Linked DNA regions of Zea mays: all the other regions are linked to region 1. The links are chromatin contacts, called in public Hi-C maps. All regions are on one chromosome and are shown on one strand. Each heading gives the region's core, a stretch centred on a gene start, on an enhancer-like site or on the middle of the called end of the contact. The rest is flanking DNA. Distances are from core to core; before and after follow the strand shown.

Region 1 (2,637 bases), core at 47-2,546:
GGTAGCCGATGTTGGACTTGCTGCTGCAGCTGCTGCATGCCAATGATTGAACTTGGTACTGTGAGCTACTAGAAAGAACAGGGAAACTAACCTAGGATTACTCCCTACAATTATTTAAGCCCAACTTGTCTGCTGCAACATCTGATTTCTGTCGAAACCGCGAGTTGCCTAGCGGCTGCAGCTGGTTTTATTCAAAAACCACAAGTTCTGAATGATTTTCAAATCCGTAGCACAGAAGGCACTGCGCACTGTTCTGAATGATCTTCGAACTAATTGTTGCTCTGAACCAAAAAAAAAAAAACAAAAAAGTGGAAGAGCGGAGCCGAAGACGGAAGCAGCGTGCAGCGATACGTACCACAGATCGACGACTGCGACTCGATCGTCGTGGAGACTGCGGGATGCCTGACGTTGTGGTTATGGGACCAAAGGTGATTATGGATGTTTCCAGTTCCATTGAGGGTGTTCTGCTCGGACAAAAAACAACAAAACAAAAGAAAAAGCAAACTTGATCGTTGGGGTTATCTTCGTCCGTATCAAGGTCTACGGCAGTGTAAAATACAGTAGCGCTCGATCTTTTCTATGGTCAGGTCATGCTTAATTTGATCCTCAACGCGTGATTCAGAACCAAGTAGTACTTGTATCGGTTCTTAGAGCCTTGGGTTGAGAATTATGGATGCTTTTGAAGGAAATTATGGGTTTAGGAGAAGACTCCCACTGGTTTGCTTCGACATGCTTAGGGTTCAAGAGATACAGTTGTGATCATAAAATTTGTTATTGACAACGTGAAAGCATGGTCGGGTGAATCAGTGGGGGGAAAAATTTTCATCCTAGATTAACAAGATCTCGTCCACTGATCCACATGTCACGAAGAGTGGGATTTCTAACACTGATGCAAGAAGAGATCTGAAGCGCCAATTTATAATGACTAGAAATCAGAGAATTTGCATGCTCCGATTATGCACGCAACGCAACGCAGCGTCTAGTAAGATGCTCTGCTCTGCTCTCTCTCTCTCTACTCACCGAGTCAGCGAAGCTGAAGGCGGACAGATCGCTGGAGGGGAACACGCCACCGGCGCCGAACGGCGCCAGCGCAGCGATGTCGTGCGTAGGCTTCTGCTCGGCCACCGCCGCCGCCGCCGCCGCCGTGGCGTCCTCCCGGCCGCGGAGGAAAGCCTCCAGCTCCAGCTCCGATGGGCACTTCTTCATCCGTCTCTCAGCGGCAGGCAGCGAGCACAACCTCTCTCTCTTTCTCTCTTTCTCTCTCTCTGCGCCTCTACTCCCGTCCCGTGGCTGCTGCTGCGGCCGCGTCGGCGTCCACGATCCACACAAGGCTTTTAGAGACGGGCGGGCGACGCAGCGAAGCAGAGCACCGAGAGGGCGACGAAAAGAAAAGAAAGGCCTTTTTTTGGTGATCGGAATTCGGAGGCGAAAGGAGACTAGGAGAGGGGAAGGAGGGAGGAAAAGGTGGCCGGCTGCAACGGAGTCCGGCGTGGAAAGCAGATCGCTGTGTCTTCCGGGCCGCTTTCGCGAGATATCTACGAGTTTGCCACTCCGCGGCGCCGTCGGCCGTCATTTCACCCCCACCGTACGGCAGCACTGCGGTGCGGTCCGTGCTGGTTTGCGTAGGAGAGAGAAGGCGCGAACGCGGGCCGCTGCCGTCGCCGTGTGAGGGGCGGGAGGTACAAAGCGAGCGAGACTGCGAGAGATGGGTGCCTCCAAGTCGAATCTCGATAAGAGAAAGTGCTTGGGAGCGCATTGAGCAGCTCCATAGAGTATTATTTGCGCCAAAGCTTTTTATGGGGTGTTTGGATCCCCAAGTTTAAAGTTTTTTTTTTGGAATAGCTTCAGCTTCAAAAAATAGTTCTGCAGTTTCAGGTCTAGCTTGCTCTATCTTGGATCTAGGAACCACTAGTGGTGAGAAAATTGTTTGAAATGCTCTTTGGAATAGCTTTATGGTGGATCTACTCAACCAGCTTAATAAACAAATAGACTAAGCCTAAATATTGAGTGGGCCCAAATGTGAGTGGAGATCTAAATGAAGTTGTTGGCGTCGATCCGGGCGCCAATCACTGCGGTGAGAATCGGCGGCGATGCTCTCTGCGGATGCGCGGACGGTCCGCGACCTGACGCAGGGCTCGGGTTCCTGCCTGACGAGCCGGATGATCCGCACGTGCGCATGGGCGGCGAAGTTCGTCGGCAGCGTCTGGATCTCGCTCCCGGGAGGGACCCCGTCGGGGAGGAGAGGTCCTAGGCCTTGTCTTGGGATCGGAAAGTAGATTGGACACCGATCTTATTGTTTCTATAGCCTTCTTGTCTTCGACGGGGTTCGTGGGAGAACAAGTAGCATTTAATGCGCATGCTTCCCTGTTGGGACAGTTTGGCCGATGTCAAGCTCGGGCAAGGTGAAGATTTCTTTCGAGGCCGAGATCAAGATTAGATGTTGCATGTAGTTATGCTTCGGGTGGCTGAAACAGTGGTCGGAGTGAGGGAATAGTACCCTGTATTCGCGCTCTGACCATCGTTGTGGGTGGTAAAAGTATATTATACCATGGTCGTGTCGTCCTTTGTTGACTTTGGCACCTTTAGCGGGGCAGGTGGTCGTACGGACTACATTAGATACACACGTTCTGGGATTAG
Region 2 (2,637 bases), core at 65-2,564, 330 kb after region 1:
TATAAAAGATAGAAAGCTTGCCATTTGCGTAACAAGACATCTGTTTGCATGACGTACATGCAGATGAATCTAGAACCTGGCTAAGAGCCCATCACCACCATTTTTTCTAGTGTCCACTTCCACTGATAGCAAATTTCGAACAGTAGTCAAGATATGAAAACATTACCAAACAATGTCGAAGGCAGCTTTGCAGAGGCGAAGGTGAATGCATCTGGCTGAGGCTTCCGGCGGCGGGCATTGTGATCAGACAGACGCCTCCTGCAGCTCCTCTTCTTCTGATCAAACTCTGACAGCGCATGGAATCTGGATTGCCAGAACCCAAGCAATCAGCAAAAACAAAATAGACACTATTTATGGTTAAATGCCATGTAAAAGTGCAATACAGGAGATATATGCCTGCAATATTCACATAGTTTTAATGGAATAAAATAGACACGGGTCAGTAGCCCACAAAAAAACGCTCATCCCAAAAGCATACCCATATATCGAGAGCCATACCAAAACTGGAAAAGGGAAACAGGCATAGTAGCCATTTCTCATTTCACCCATGCGTACGATTCTCCACAACAAGTACAACAGTACCAATAGTGGAAAGGAAGCATCTTTCATTGCTAGATCAGGAAAAAAATGTAGTTCCGTACCCAAAAAAACGGCACAACCGCGCACGCAGCTCACGCGCCGTACACACACACAGCATGTAGCCACAAAACTAATAGAGAACACGTAAAAAACAACTGCTTGTCCAAACCAATCAACAAATCACGCGATAATTGCAGCGCAAAAGCGCGAACCATCGTTGCAGAAAGCAATCAAAGGAAGGAAGACGGAAGCAATCGCACAGAGCAAGCGAGAGAAGAGGCGTGGAGGAGGCAAGCGAGAGCAAGCGAGAAGACGACCCACCGGCTGCACTGCTGGCAGAACCGGCGCTCCTGGCCGGCGACGATGACGCGGGGGGACTTGGTGTGGGCCTCGCAGACGCGGTGCTTACGGTGGTAGTCCTTGACCCTGCTGAGGTCCAATCCGCACCCCTCGACCTGGCACCTCAGCTCACCTCCCCCGCGGTCCTCGCCGGCCCTGGCACGCTTCGCCTCCCGCTCCTTCCCGCCGCGCCGCGCCGGGGCGTCGCTGGAGGAGCCCGAGCCCGTGGCGGCGTGGTCTCCCCAGTCCCAGAGGAGGGGAGGCGATGAGGCGGGCTTCGGGGCCGTCCACTCCATGCGCCGCGGCGACGATTTGGGCTGGTCAATTCGGGATTTGGGGATCGAAGAGAGGATGGGAGAGGTGGTGAACAGTGTGGACTGTGGAGAAGACGAGATGGGGAAAGGGAATTTGGAATAGAAAAAAAAGGCAGGTCTTTTTTATATTTTGACCTCCTTTTTCTTTTTTTTTCTGTTCTTTTTTTTTGCATGTGCCTTTTGTTTCTTTTTTTTGAGGTATTTTTATACGGACAATTCTCAGTTTGCGTTTGCATCCCTTAAAAAAAAGATGTGTACCGCTTACGTATATGACCGTAGTGTTCAACTTCAGCATTAGCATCTTCATAGTTAAAAAAGGACTATTAAATTTAGGCCCTTAGTTTTGGCATCTTTCTCATTTCTACCCTTTGTTGTAATTTTTTTCTCAGTTTTACTCTTCTGCTCTATAGCGCTGGAAGGGCAAAACTGAGAAAAACCCACGACTAAGAATAAAAATGATAACACTAGCAAAACTAAGAGCATCACCTTAAAATCCGAAAAAACCAATAATTGTTTCTCAAAGGACTAAAAATATTAGGACCATATCCGTGAGTTTATCTAATACTTTCTATAAGGTCATTCTCAAGTGTCATGGGCATTAAATAGGCTATGGTATGACAGTGTATTTATTATGAAAGATATGAAATCAATTTCGTGGGGATGAAATCATGTGTACATTGTTTTTTCAAGATGTTTGTGTTTTGCATGTGACCTAGGAAACAATAAAGATGAAACTATGCACTGTGTGAGACTATTTCATCATAGTTTCAAACTTCCTTAGATGATGTGTCACTCTAGTTAATTGTGCCATGAAACTCCCATTGAGAAGGAAAAATTAACTATTTTAAGGTGGGTGACAAATTTTTTGCCATGTCAGTGACACATGTGTCAGTGGCATATGATTAAGAACATTTCGTAAAGATGGCAAATACTTAAATACCCCTATTGAGAATGACGTAATCTCACTCTAGAACATAGAGTAAAAATTTTGCATAGTTTTATACTTTTTTGTCTCTTCTATATTTGTATTAGGAATGGTATGGTATGTCTTATTCAAATATAGTGTTGGTACAAAAAGATGTGTGTATATGCAATCGTGTTTGGTTCAGCAATCTGAACCAAATTTATTGTAAGAAAATATAGAATCTCAATTAAACGGATATAACATTAAACAGATATAACAGTAGAATATATTTTTGAAATCTACATATTTCTCTAGTTTAATTTAGAATTACCTTCTATCCTAGATTTTTTATATTCTTGTCGTCAATGTTACAAATTATCATGCTATTATAGAATCTATAGTTTATAGTTGTTTAAACCAAATAAATTTTAGTTTTTTCATAATCGTCAGCTCACAACAGCTTTCGCAGCTCATAGCTAGAATCAAATTTCCAAAAAATCT
Region 3 (2,637 bases), core at 42-2,541, 300 kb before region 1:
TAGCTCTAAAGGTTCCAAACAGGGCCTTAGAAACAGATATATTTTCTCACTTCCACAGACAGAGCCCTACAGGTCAATGGTACATTTGTTGGAAGTCAAACAAAAAAACTGGAATCAAATTGCTGGAAATAGTAAGTTTTCATAAGGCTTCTTCAACAAAGCAGTAAACCTATTTGCTAACTAACCATTTCACATATCTCCAGATGTTGACTCAGACTTTTACACTCAACAAGACGAGTAGCACAAATTCGAAGTGAATTAAGGAGACAGATCTGTTAAGCAGGAATCCATTGTTGCGCTGTGATATGACAGTCACACATCTGAGTTTCCTGAGCAGGTACACACAATATAGATAAACAAAACTACAGCAGTACGATCAATAAAAAAATGTGATCACAAGCCAATAGTTAGATGCAATACATGAATATTTTTTAAAGACTGCAATCCATGAACACCCGATTTAAATTTGCCTGCATTCATCGTCAACTGAATCCCTGCACCCCTTGCGAGCAGAATGGGTGCGAAGGATAGCTCAAAATTTCTAGGGAAAGGCGCACTACATTGCACAAACACAAGCAAATAATCATCGGTAAAACTAGCGGCCGTAGGCAAATATTAATCACAACAAACACACCGATCTATAGCCAGCAATGCTCTGCACTAAGGCCTATCGCGTGCCGAATGTGCAAGGCTTGAACTCGTCCATCCAGATGCAATTAGTCGAGAGCAAGCTGGTCGGATCGGATCGGAGCGATCCGCGGTGCGCCAGCCACGGCCAGATCGGATACTATTGGGAAAGGAGAGACAGGGAGCCGCGGACTCACCTCCCGCGCTGCCGGCGAGGGACGGGGCAGCGGATCTAGTGCTTCCCACCGGTCCTCTCCATCTCCTCGAGGTGGGCGAGGTGGGCGCGCTCCCAGGGCAGATTGACGAAGTAGGAGAAGATCATCCCTCCGATGCAGACGTGGTAGAGAGGGTCCGGCGAGCTCGTGTCGATGTACTTCTCGATGTAGCGGTCGACGGCCTGGTCGGCGCTCTTCTTGACGTTGTCCCAGGTCAAGCGCGGCTTCAGGTAAGCCGGCACGTCGCGGACCTTCATGCTCCGGATCTCGTTGTACAGGGCACGCAGCGCCATGGCTGGCTGGTCTCTCGGCTCCGGGCTCTCTCGCTCGCTAGGGTTTGCTCGTCGGCGTGGGTGGGTGGGGATGGGGAGTAAGGGAAAGGGGAATTTGTTGGAGGAATCGAGAGATGGGGGTTCTTGGGCCGGGCCGGGCCGGGCCGGGCCTGTGTTGACTCGTGTAGTTGCTGGGGCATGGCATTTTAAGCCATGAGGCCCACGTAAGGCCCACAAGGCAGAGACGGCGGAGCGCGTCTGTCTTCGTCCTCCTCCCTCCCACATCCCACGCATACCGGTTCGGGCAGATACAAATGGCGGCAAGGCATCCCTCGTTCCCTCTCTTTCTCCCTCTGCTGGACCACCGCCACCAACCGCAGGCTAAAATTAGCGAGAGAGGTGTGCGGTGGGAAGGCGTGCAGGTATGGGGGGAAGCAGCAGGGGGTGGCGGCGAGGTGGCATTAGAGATTGGAAGGAGGGAGGGAGGAGGCGAGGTGAGAGAGGACGAAGAGGGCGCATCGTGGGTTGGGTGATCACGGCCTGATGGGGTCGTGGCGCAAGGCCTACGGCGCCCTCAAGGACTCCACCAAGGTCGGCCTCGCCAAGGTCAACAGCGAATTCAAGGTGAGCCATGGCGATCGCGATCCGGTTACCGTGGATTCCGAGTTCTCACCAACTGTCTGTCTGATGCCCTCTCTGTTTGTCTGGGAAAAAAAAGGAATTGGATATTGCAATTGTGAAGGCAACCAACCATGTTGAATGCCCTCCCAAGGAACGGCACGTCAGAAGTGAGTACTAGTCATCCTGTCCCCCCTCCGTCTTCTACATTGGATGGATCTTCCTTCCTGTCCCACCCCCCACCCCACCCCCAATTTGTGTGGCATTCTGATTCTCGTCTTGCGGCGCAGAAATACTCTTGGCGACCTCAGCAAACCGCCCTCGCGCAGACCTCTCGTACTGCATATACGCATTGTCAAGGAGATTGTCCAAGACAAAGAACTGGATAGTGCGTGTTCTTCCTCGTTGCCACTTTTTACTGATGATTCCTTCGACCGCGCCATGTGTCGAACCCATGGTTTTAACTAACGCATATCCAACGTTCGCGTCACAGGTTGCGCTCAAGACATTGATAGTGGTGCATAGGCTTCTGAGGGAGGGCGATCCCATGTTCAAGGAAGAGTTCCTGGCCTACTCATCCAGAGGGAACATCTTGCACATAGCCAATTTCAAGGACGACTCGAGCCAGTCAGGCGAGTTTCTTGTACTACCATCCTGCTGGCTGGGAGTCTCTGTAATTTCCGTTGCCCTGCCGAATGATGAACCAATCCATCCATCCTTGACTTGTCAGCTTGGGATTGCTCCGCATGGATTCGCGCCTATGGATGCTTCCTGGAGGAACGGCTCGAGTGCCTCAGGGTTCTCAGATACGACATCGAAACCGAGCGTCTCGTCAGATATCCCCAGACTTCCAGCAAGGTCCTCTTTTTCTGTCTTCTGAAATTTGATGCACGGCACTTTGATGG

What was found. Hi-C and Micro-C count contacts between places; a contact is called where the count stands out from the background.
Region 2: a Hi-C map of leaf shows a contact between it and region 1, with 6 times the contacts expected there. The contact joins the promoter of sbp12 here to the promoter of LOC100192650 in region 1. A contact is called at or near these places in 4 of 25 Hi-C or Micro-C datasets (bundle sheath, ear and leaf).
Region 3: a contact with region 1 is called in a Hi-C map of tassel, with 2.6 times the contacts expected there. The contact joins the promoter of LOC100283793 here to the promoter of LOC100192650 in region 1. A contact is called at or near these places in 4 of 25 Hi-C or Micro-C datasets (ear, leaf and tassel).

The regions. Positions count from the first base shown.
Region 1 is chr5:89,134,148-89,136,784 of Zm-B73-REFERENCE-NAM-5.0, reverse strand. It overlaps LOC100192650, which reads right to left and starts at 1,296. Exons shown (of 6, transcript NM_001137862.1): 1 at 1,021-1,296; 2 at 356-464; 3 at 1-32. The coding sequence starts at 1,206.
Region 2 is chr5:88,807,235-88,809,871 of Zm-B73-REFERENCE-NAM-5.0, reverse strand. It overlaps sbp12 (SBP-transcription factor 12), which reads right to left and starts at 1,314. Exons shown (of 4, transcript NM_001136780.1): 1 at 901-1,314; 2 at 167-303. The coding sequence starts at 1,214.
Region 3 is chr5:89,435,168-89,437,804 of Zm-B73-REFERENCE-NAM-5.0, reverse strand. It overlaps LOC100283793 (fiber protein Fb15), which reads right to left and starts at 1,291. Exons shown (of 2, transcript NM_001156692.1): 1 at 825-1,291. The coding sequence starts at 1,135. The coding sequence ends at 860. It overlaps LOC100383870 (Putative clathrin assembly protein), which reads left to right and starts at 1,563. Exons shown (of 15, transcript NM_001176499.1): 1 at 1,563-1,738; 2 at 1,833-1,902; 3 at 2,023-2,120; 4 at 2,226-2,364; 5 at 2,463-2,590. The coding sequence starts at 1,658.